2 separate regions of the Mus musculus genome follow, and region 1 is linked to region 2. The links are chromatin contacts, called in public Hi-C maps. All regions are on one chromosome and are shown on one strand. Each heading gives the region's core, a stretch centred on a gene start, on an enhancer-like site or on the middle of the called end of the contact. The rest is flanking DNA. Distances are from core to core; before and after follow the strand shown.

What was found. Hi-C and Micro-C count contacts between places; a contact is called where the count stands out from the background.
Region 1: a contact with region 2 is called in a Hi-C map of cortical neurons, with 2.2 times the contacts expected there. The contact joins the promoter of Nkx3-2 here to the enhancer-like site in region 2. A contact is called at or near these places in 2 of 39 promoter capture datasets (embryonic stem cells and liver), 5 of 484 Hi-C or Micro-C datasets (the G1E-ER4 cell line, the HL-1 cell line, cortical neurons and 2 more), 1 of 115 datasets of contacts at active chromatin or transcription factors (stem cell-derived neural progenitor cells) and 1 of 9 other capture datasets (liver).

The regions. Positions count from the first base shown.
Region 1 is chr5:41,761,906-41,767,519 of GRCm38.p6, forward strand. Nkx3-2 (NK3 homeobox 2) reads right to left here and starts at 2,315. Exons shown (of 2, transcript NM_007524.3): 1 at 1,574-2,315; 2 at 1-272. The coding sequence starts at 2,039. It overlaps Gm46910 (a long non-coding RNA gene), which reads left to right and starts at 730. Exons shown (of 2, transcript XR_001784850.2): 1 at 730-1,098; 2 at 2,919-3,180.
Region 2 is chr5:41,607,084-41,612,435 of GRCm38.p6, forward strand. Gm35380 (a long non-coding RNA gene) reads right to left here. Exons shown (of 3, transcript XR_868389.3): 2 at 2,405-2,564. Among named protein-coding and RNA genes, the nearest start is that of Gm35380, 8.2 kb to the right of the region's middle. Within about 2 kb of position 3,793, at least 7 of the 459 cell types and tissues checked have an H3K27ac peak or open chromatin away from gene starts, as enhancers often do. A contact at or near this core is called in cortical neurons, where this site is marked.

The sequences.
Region 1 (5,614 bases), core at 1,065-3,564, 150 kb after region 2:
TGTGAGCTTCAGCGAAGCTGCCAGGTCTGCGCGCTCCGGCCCGGACAGGTAGCGCTGATGGTTAAAGCGGCGCTCCAGCTCGAAGACCTGGGCGTGCGAGAAGGCGGCCCGGGAGCGCTTCTTTCGCGGTTTAGGGGCTGCGGGCTCTTCCTCCTCCTCCACGCCGCCCGCCTGCCCGCCGCTAGCCCCGCTGCCCGCGGCGCCGCGCAACCCAGGCACGCGTGCACCTCCAGGGCTAACGCTGTCATCCTCGCCTCTCGGGCTGTGGTCGCCTGCGGATTCCGGTAGGAACAAAAAGCAAAGAACCTGTCAGACTCGCAGAGGGGAAGATGGGTCTCGGTTGCTGTGGTTTCTTGCGGAAGATTGGCAAGGGAACCCACTTTGAGCCTACTGAAAGGGGAGGAGAAGTTCCAGAGGGTTCTGTTTCAGAACTCTGTCCTCCACGCTTCTCACATAATGTATCTTTTCTGCTGCTTGCTAGAGCAGTAGGGGAACAGCTCTTCCCGAGTTTTCCAGGCCCCAGATTTCCTGCAGGAATGTAGGATACTTGGCCTGAACATATCCACAAGTTTTGTTCTGTACTTAGCCCTGAATCGTGGCTTTCTACACTGAATTTCTGTTTCGAGTTGTACAGCACACCTTTGCACACCCACACCCACACATCCGTTGACTACAGGAAAGAGGAAGGTGGTGGTGGGGAAGGGTGCAGATCTTGAGGTCAGAGGTATAGAGAGTCTTCCGTCCTAAGAACCCAGAACTGTCAGGATACGGCAACAGGGAACAACGCGAGGCCCCAGTACACTTGCCTCCCTGTTCTTTGCATGAAAATAAAGGGAAGCCGGGTGCAGACAGTGAAGACCCTGATCTGAACCCCGTTTCCCAGCCTTTTCTGTGCTTCCTGCAGCACCGCCTGCAAAAGAAGTCAGCGCTCTGGCCGGCTCGAAGCCTATGCGAGGCCTACAGCAGACTGTACCCAATAGAAGCCAGCAGCCGGCCTTTCAGACTAAGAAATATACCCGTGAGTGGATACAGAGTCTTGACGATCCAGCGCCTCCCAGACCACCTCAACCACACTTCCCCACCATCTCCCGCCTTCAGGTAACTGCTACTTTTGTTTCTAGCTCCCTAGGTACTCAGCCAAAGGCTGTTTTGCCAGTCCTGGGGTAAGGGAAGTTAAACGCGCCCTTTCCCAAGGCTCCCCACTCCTACGCTGTGACAGGATCTGCAGTCGTTGGCATGGCTGTGTCAGGGATCTACCTCATAGATTTTTGGTCCCCCTTTCCTAAATCTAGAGATTTTAAATGGGCACAGCTGAGGCACTGCAGATGAACTCAAAGTTCTTGGTGCAGAGCGCAGGCCACATAGTACCAGGACACCCGGCTCTAAGAAGCTCACTTGCTTCAGGTTTGGGGCAGCGCGCGCCAACGCGAAGAACTTGGAGACTTCGCTAGCACTAAGCCCGGCAGGGCGTCGTGTTCCCACAGTAGGCCCACCCCGCCTCAGAGTGCTTGACCTCTTAACCCACCCCCTTCAGCCCAGCCCCCTTCCTGGAGAACCCCCCGCAGCAGCAGACCTGAAACGCTGGCTGACATCTCGCTGTCGCTGCGGACCGGGGCTTCCTCCTCCAGGTCCTTGGCGGCGTGCAGCTCGCAGCCTGGCTGGTCCAGGCCCAGGGTCACCCTGGCGCGGCCGGTTCCACTGGCTCCCGGGACATCGGCGCAGCGCCTCCTGCCCTCGTTCTCTTCGCTCAGGGCTGAGTCTGAGTCCCAACCTCCCGGACTCTCTGCGCTCTGCCCCACGGCTGTTCTGGTTCGGGCGGGAGATGCCAGAAGAGAGTCCTCGGCGCCCCCCAGCGCACCGGCCTCGGTCTCCCCGAAGATCCGCCAGCAGCAGACGGCGGGCGCCGCGGTCACCGCCACCTCTGTGCCCCCTGGTGCCGGGCGCCCCTCCGGCGTAGCCAACCCGCCGCGCTCCTCTTTCTTGTTGAGGATCGCCTGGATGGAGAAGGGCGTCAAGGTGCCGCTGCCGCGCACAGCCATCTGCGCCGCAGATCGGAGCCGGCAGCCAGGAGGGCAACTGGGGCGCGGGGACAGCTTCGAGCCTGACACGGAGCTCTGGGCGACCTCAGCGCGAGTGAGAGGGGCGCGCCAGGCCCCCGCAACCCACTCCTGCGCAGCACAGCAGCCCCCGCCCCCCTCAGTTCCAGGATCCGCGCCGACCCTCACCCCACCTCACAGGCCCACCTCGCCAGGACCCCCTCCCCTGGAATCCAGCGCCAGATGCTCTTCTCCTACAGCCCGGCCGATTATCTCTTCGCCCGTGGCCCTCTGGGGACCGGCCCGGGTCTGTCCTCTGGGGAGAGGCCGGCGAGAATTGTCAAGGGTCCTCTCCGCGTCTGCAGTCGCCTCCGGAGCGCCGCCGAGGCGCACCGCCCAAAGTCACTTTTTCTGTGCGCCTCTGTCTTCCCGGCCTGTAGGGCTTCGCTCCTGGCGGGTCCTCCCTCTTCCCCTCTGGGCTGGCTTTTCCGGAGCCTACTCCTCTGGCGCCCGCAGTGACAGCTGAGGCCCCTAAAATCGGAGAAGAGCGGGGACACCTTTTACCCTCTGCCGGGGTTTTATCTGTTTCTTCTCTTTGCTTCTGCGTTCCACTGTACCCCCCCCCCCCTCCCATCAGAGTGTCATTCCTCACCGCTGAGTGACAGCATCGGGCCACGCCCCTTCACTAGCTGTCCTGGGCTCTCCCGGCAGTGGATTGGCTGGTTCCAACTGGAGGCCGTTGACTTTAAGAGACTCTAGTCCACCAGTTGAGTAGCAAAAGACAGGGTCTGATTTAACCCCTTCCCTCCTAAACCTGGTTCTCAGTAGCATCCTTCAGCATCGAGGAGAACCATCATCCCGAAACTTTGTTTCTGATTTCAGTTCCGATAACCATCGACTCTAGCGCTTTTCTGGAACACCAGTATGAACCCCAGCTCAAAATTTCGGCGAAAACTCAACAGAAAGCATCTCCAGATGTGACGTATAGTTTCTGTTCTCTAGGAAGGAGCCCAGAGTCGAAGAACAAAATTCATCTTTTTTTTTCCTTCCACTCTTAAAGTTTCTCAGCTGTTTCTCTGCTAATGCTCTTTACTGAAGTAATCTGATAATTAAAATCACTCTACTAAGTACTCCTATCATTTTACGTTTGATTGGATTGGATTTCTGTAGACGACTTAAAAAGCTAGGTTGAAAAATATTAGTTAAGCACCAAGTGGGGCGAGGAATTGGAAAGCATTTGGGTAGAGAATTTTTGGAGCTGGGTATTCGTCTCCTTGGGCAATCAACTCTGAATTTAATTGGATTTGTTCAATTTGTTTTACATCAAGAAGAAAACATAAAAATGCTTTTAATTTGTTCTTTAAATATTCTGTTTCTTGTGAGTTGAGAAGGAGTAGATAAGTTTGAAAGAGACTAGCTGGGAGTTACACAATAGTGAGATCCAGAACTGAGATTTAATGCCCTTAAAAATAAGAACCAAGTTATTTTACTCACTAGAAGGAAGTAAATACAAAATATAAACATTGTGGTTATGTCAAAACATATGTTGCCTATTTACTAAACATCTTTTTAATGACAAGTTTGTTCAAGTGACAAATCTTACTGACTGCTCCACAAATGTGACCCGAGGCTTGGTCCAATACACAAGCTTGAACCTCTGAACACATTTAAATAGTTGTGATGTTAATTTCAGAAGCTGAGGAGGCCACTTCATTGGTGTCATTAAAATAGGGAAGGCCTCCTGCAGCTGCTTCCCAGAGCTGATCCGCACTGCGGGGGAGAAATCGTTACCCAGTCAAAGTCGTCCGCCTCGCCTCGGGAGGAAGGTTAGAAACTTGTAGACTTCGTGGCTTGCAGTTGCCTGTTTTCCTGCCCTATGAAGATGCTGCAGGGTCCCTTGGGGTAAGGGATGGGCCTCTCTTGAAGGGGCTACAACTCTTCATAGTTCTTCACAATTGTGTAAGTTTTGAGGGAAAGATTTAAATTCGTTGTTAGTAGCTGGCAACTATAACAGCCAAGGGACTAACTTCTGGCTAGGACAAGGATCCAATGAAATGCTTAAGAGGTTTCAAAATGAGGCTCTCCACTCCCCCTTCAACATTTTCATGCTTTTATTAAAATCGATTTTCTCTTCTCTGCATCCCATGCTGGGTGTTGAGAATGTGTATAGCTATCTTGACTTAGGGGCTAGTGGAGGACGAGGGACAAAGCTTGATAGAAAAATGAGGTTACTCAGGTGCAGAGCATGTGTGTGATGGCCTGTGGACATGGGGCTCTCTCGGTGGGGACAAGAACCAGTGAGCTCTGGACATGCTGATGGACAAGAATATCCAAGAGTGTAATACCTGAGCGCTAGGGTTAGGTTTGGGTATCCATATGCTTATTTGAAGTAATGATTACTACTTATTTGGCAGAAATAACCGGTTTTGTTTTGTTTTGTTGTCTTTTTTATCTCAAATCACAAGTTGACAAGAGGTAAGTGGCAGACATTTTTGAAGCTCGGAAAACCACTTGTTCGGTCATTTTAAAAGTTGTTGGCATTGCTGGTTTTTGCATGAGAATAACGAAATGGTTTCAATCCGCCTCTCCAGGAGGCGCGGGGCGACGGAGTTTGCCAGAGGTTAGCAGATCGTTAGGTCTAGTGAGTGACCGGTGCAGGCAGGGCCAGAAGGAGATGTGTTTGGAAGAAGATAAACACTCGGTTCTGAGCTACGGAGAGAGGAAGCCCCTGAAAGAGTAAGAAGTGAGAAGAGATGAAAAGGCGTTGGGGGCTATGGCCGGATGCACTGAAGTACCTAGAGTACATCCTGAGTCAAGGTCAGCTCAAGAGGTCAGAGGAGGTCTGGAACTGCTCGGCTAGCATAGGCATACCCCCCCAACCCCCTTCGAGGACAACGTGGGTGATAGCCTCTAGGCTAAGCATCCAACTTCGGAAAACCCGTGACTGCTGACAACTGTGGCTCTTGGCCTGGCGCAGGCGCTGCTCTCCGGCCTGGACTGAGCAGGAGTCGAACGAGTTAGGGGTTCTGTTTTGCGACAAGATCTGTCATCATTCTGCGCCTGTCTTCGTGGCCGCACGCCCTTCTCACCTCCCAGGTTCCACACATTCATACATGTATTCCTCTTCTCTTCTCTTCTCTTCTCTTCTCTTCTCTTCTCTTCTCTTCTCTTCTCTTCTCTTCTCTTCTCTTCTCCCCCCAATCTGTTCCTTCTCCAGCTGCCTCCTCTTCAAGATCCTTGCGTGGGTCTAGCACCTCTTCTGCAGTCTGGTTCCCGTGCGCCCCCTACGAGCTGCGCCCTGGGTCCCCTAGGCAGCCTAGGCCTGGTGTTCTGCTGGGCGGCGACGCTTCTATCCTTCGCAGAGGCCATGCTTTTGGAATGGCAAAGCCGCGAAAGATGCTGTGGGATGAGAGAACCCACAGCTTCAGTCTTTCGTGGCAAGCTTCTGCGCACACGCAGGCATTTCTTGGGCGCTCAAGTCAGTAAGGGAATCTTCCCCAGAGGTCAAGCTGCGACGCTTGGATGTCACCAGCACCTCTCCTGACCTGGAGAGCAGAGGTTGTCTTCTCTTCCCCTTC
Region 2 (5,352 bases), core at 2,543-5,042:
CCAGGACCACCTGGCCATGAAATGACCCTCCCACAATGGGCTAGATCCTATGTCAAGGAACAATCAAGACAATTCTCCCACAGGCATGACTATAGGCTAGTTTGTTCTAAGGAATTCAATTGAGGCTCTCCACTCAGGCTATTTCTAGGTAGTGTCAAATTGACAGTTAAAGCTAACTAGGACACATAGTAAGCCCATCCATTACCAACATGAAATAGTAGCCTGTTTTCAAATTTCCATTAATGCATAGAGCAAGCTATCCACCTGGGCATTTATTTCCCAGTGTGTAGATAACTCCACTGGTATTTCTCCCTTCTGCTCTCTTATTTACACTTCCTGTATTGTTCCTGTGGTGCTTTGAATAGGTTTGCCCCCCCCCCACAGACTCATATGGTTGAACTTTTCTCCATAGGAAGTGGCACTATTAGGGGGTGTGGCCTTGTTAAAGGAAGTGTGTCATAGGGTTTGAGGACTCCTATTCTCAAGATATGTCCAGTGACACACTTTCCTCCTGACTCCCTTCAGATCAGGATATAGAACTCTCAGATACTTCTCCACCACCATGTCTGCCTGCCTAGGTGCCATGCTTCCCACCATGATGATAATGGACTGAACCTGTGAACTGTAAGCCACCCTGGATTAAATGTTTTCCGTTATAAGAGCTGCCTTGGTCATGGTGTCTCTTCACAGCAAAGGAAACTCTAAATAAGACAGTTCCAAATGCAAAACCTTGATTGCCCAGACTTCTATGTAACCAAGGATGGCCTTGCAGGACCAGCTCCAGTCAAGAACCACACAATGGTTCACATCCATGGATGTCATGGATATGTCCCCTTCCTTGTCAAAGAGAATTTGCAGAGGAAAACTAGTAGTGGTTTAGAGAAGGGGAGATTAGATTATATTTCTTCAGTGTGGTTACCTCAGTATGGTAGCCTCAGTATTATCACAAGGATCCTTTGAAGAAAGAGACCATAACAATGCAGGGATACAATAATGCCACATGCAAGGGGCCAGCTTCTGCAGCCTATGAAGTTGCAAGAGTTTCCAGGCCAAGAATACAGGTAACCTCTGCCTGGTGAGGACAAGTGGTTGCCGTCTGCCTCAATGCATCTCCACTAAAGAGCACAACCCTGCAACATTAGTCCAGGGAGAATGAGTTTGGGCTGTAGCTCTCTAGAACTGTGGGTTAATAAACATGTACTGTTTGCAGCCACTGTTTATAGCCTCTGTTGTTTCTTGAAGGCTCGTTATTGAGTCATCCAGAGGAAGACAATACAGTATCATGGCCAAGTAAGCATGACAGTCTCTTCTTTATCCCAGTCCTGCTTGGGATGTGAATATGAAGGCATCGAGAGAAGATCTGGATTGCAGTTTTGAGGCACTACAGAGGATGGAGTCATACACGGGAAGCCAGAGCAGGAATCTGAAGCCCTGATGGCTTGCCAGAGCATTGGCATGAACTGGCATTTGCTAGCTTATTGTCACATGAGACAAATGGCATGCATGATTTTTTTCAGTTTCTCTTTAATTTCCACTATATATATTCACTGCATGTTGGGCATGTTCTATAAGAGCGCTTACACAAGTGTGCATCACATACTTCAAACCATCTTCATTTTTACTTCACTACATGAGGATTTTGTAGAAAAATGTTCCAGACTTCCTCTTCCCACTGCTTTGGTTGCACACTCATACAATTAAAATGGTAGTAAACACCCATCACTTCCTAAGTAGTTTCCAAGAGAAAACACACTCCATGCTGTTGGGTCAGTATTATATGCATCTCTTTTGTCTGAGCACAGGAGATACTTCATACTGTCAGCTTCATCGTCACACTTTGGCATATACAACACACTGGTCTCTGCATTCTGCCCAATTCCACACACAAGGACATCACATTGGCAGTGCCAAGCCAGCCTTAAGAGGAAACAAAGCATGCACTGTGGATATAGCAAACACTATTAACCGATGCTTTATTTTTCTCTAAAAAGTCTATTATAGCAGCCAAATACGTTTAAGAAAATTTTAATTGACACAAAATCAATGCAAATGATGTTCTGGTACATTATTCTAAGACACTGCTCATATCTGACTTTTCTCTGTGATAAAAGATTAAATCACTTTTCTTGTAGTTTTTTGAACTATATATGGTTACCTATAGCCACCCCGCTGTGCTATGTAGCACACTAGAACATCTTTCCCCTAACTATAACTTAGCATCCAAGAGCAAACTTCACTCCTCTCCTCTCCCTTCTTCTCCCCTTCTCTCTAATCTCCTCAGCCACTAGTATCCACTAGTCTATTCTCAACTTCTATGAAACCAACTTTTAAAAAAATTTTCCAAGTGAGTGAAGTCAAAAAGTTCTGTCTAGAAAGGCAAAGAAGAAACTGGACTATTTCCCACCATTATGACATTCGTCACATCCATTCTGTTCCAGGCAATATGATTTCATCTCTTTTACTGTGTCGTATTCCACTGTATAGATAGATGTGCCAAAGTGTCTTTATCCATTCATCTGCTGATGGAGCCAAAGGTTCCCATTTCATGGCCAATATGAGCAGTGCTGCAAAGAACATAGAAGGGAAACATCTTTTTAACTGTGGTAACATTTCTTGTCTATATATACTCAATAGTATGATTATTGAATCAGATGGTAGTTCTATTTTTTGAGATAAGTCCATTTCCAGTGGACTTTGCAGTCTCCATAACTGAATATTGTTCTTATTGTAAGATACAACTCAAGTTGTATTTACACAGGACCAAATACTCTAGGCAGCCCCCTTGAGAAGACATCTAGGTGCTGAGAACTACGCAAGGCATGTTCTTTCTGACTGTTTCTCTCACGTTTCTTTTTTTTTTTAATTGGATATTTTCTTTATTTACATTTCAAATGTTATCCCCTTTCTCAGTTTTCCCCCTTCCCGGAGACCCCCTATCCCATCCTCCCTCCTCCTGCTTCTATGAGGGTGTTCCTCCACCCACCCACACACTCACACCTCCCCGTCCTCAATTGCGCTACATTAGGGCATCTATCAAGCCTTCATAGGTCCAAGGATCTCTCCTCCCATTGATGCCTGACAAGGCCATCCTTTGCTATATATGCAGCTGGAGCCATGTATACTCCTTGGTTGATGGCTTAGTTCCTGGGAACTCTGGGGGGATCTGGTTGATTAATATTTTTGTTCTTCCTATAGGGTAAATAGAACAACCCTATTTCTCAAATGAAAAAGAAACAAGGAAATGTGCCACGACTGACTGCTAGAGTCCTAAAGAACCTGAGCAATGCTTTCTACAATGGATGGGGTTTGAGGTTAGGTTTAAAGGGAAAAAAATGGACATAGGTAAGAAAATAAGGGGAAGTGTTACAGACAGAAAAAGCATGAGAAGTTACACATCAAGTGGTTCTGATAGGTAGGACCTAAGCACCCCACTCTTAACTGAAATTTTGTGTTTACTTCTGAAGCACATGTGTTTTGAACACAGTAAGCAGTGACTAAATATTCATCAATTTATTACACAAAGATGACTCTTCAGAGTGTCAGGGATTCCAATGCTCTCCTTATGTGCAAGGCAACACCCTCGCCAAATCGACAGAGCTCCCTGGCATCAGGCTCCTTTCCCTAAACATCAAAGCCAGCCCTGAAACACTTATGGTTAGAAGATTAGATTTCATAAACGTATTAAATTGATGTTTTTTTGAACAGCATCACAGGGGGAAGTACCGTGGTTACAGCTCTCTCATCTTGAAATAGACAGAGAGCAATTTCCTCCTTTGCTGGCTGTCAGCCTGGCTTCTAAATCATTCCCCCCACACTTGGCGGAATTTCAATGACTCTAAAATTAATCTGTTGGGCAGAGAGTATGTCCAGTGCCTTGAAATTCTGGGAGCTTTGCTGTGGTCTTAAAGTTGGTGCCAGGGATGAGAGGTCAAAGGTGAAATTCCAGTCCTTTGTCCAATTTGGAGAACCCTGCAATCACATTTCTCCCCTGGCTTTCTAATAAGGAACTATATAAGATATTTTGAATAGGAATGGATAACAACTAAAGAGAATGGTAAGCCATATGAATTGTGTTTTTATTCATTTAGTCAACATTTACTTGAGTTCCTAAGGCAAACAGATATGTGAACAGATAAATATTGGGACTTGTGTAGGTGAAAATACATGTACTGACTGCTTGGGTCCTGAAGGACCCGAGCAATGCTTTCCACAATGAGTGAGGTTTGAGGTTAGGGTTAAAGAAAAAAAAAATGGACATAGGTAAGAAAGTAAGATGAAGTGTTACAGACAGGAAAAGCATGAGATGTTACACTTCAAGTGATCCAGTTATGAAACTTAAGTCGTAAGTCCCAGAGAGGCAGAAAAATACCAAAGCAAGCATGGGCAAGGGGAAGAGGGTGGCTGGGTATCATGGTGATGCCTCATGCAATGGGAACCATCACAGGTTTTACCTAGGGCATAATATGAACATGTTTGTAGTTAGGACACCCTAAGGCCTGGAGAGCCATGGAGAGCTGTTTGGAAAAGCATATGCAGAAGACAAACGAGAAAGAGTTGGGAGGAAAACAATAGACAAACTGAAAGCACTGTAGACAGAGGTTGGGGAGACTGTTCATGGGTAGAGTGTTTGCCTTACAAGTCCAAGGACCTTAGGTTTTTCTCCCCAAAACTCACATCTTTAAAAAGTCAGGTGTGTGTCACCTGTGTGTAATCACAGTGTTGGAGAAGCAGAGACAGTCAGCTCCCTGGGGCTCACCAGCAAGACACTTCAGTGAACTTGCAAAGAGCTCTTAATATATGTTGGTAGAATGGGAGCCTGACTAATACAGATTTGGGGGATTAGCAATGCCTTCTGTGTGATGGAGTAACATGAATAGGCTAAGACACAGCCAGAACCTCACTTCTGAATGTTTCTGAAAAGGATGTTTCTAGAAGAGATCCTCACCAATGGGGATGGTCATCTGTGGCTTGAAGATGAGCAGATTCTTCTCTCTCTCTCTCTCTCTCTCCTCTCTCTCCTCTCTCTCCTCTCTCTCTCTCTCTCCCCTCTCTCTCTCCTCTCCCTCTCTCTCTCTCTCTCTCTCTCTCTCTCTCTCTCTCTCTCTCTCTCTCTCTCTCTCTCTGCTGGGATATCCATCTGCTCCTGCCCACAGATAGAGTCCCTGGATTTTTGGACCTTGGGGCTGTATGGCTTACACTGTCAACTGCTCTGGCCCTCAGCTCTGCACTGCATTTCACAACTCACTTGCCTGACTCTTCAGCTTTAGGGGGAAAAAATATAATATGGGACTCCTCTGTCTCCATTATTACATGTGCCCAGTTTCCCTAAGTGTCTTTCTTTATTCCTCCAGC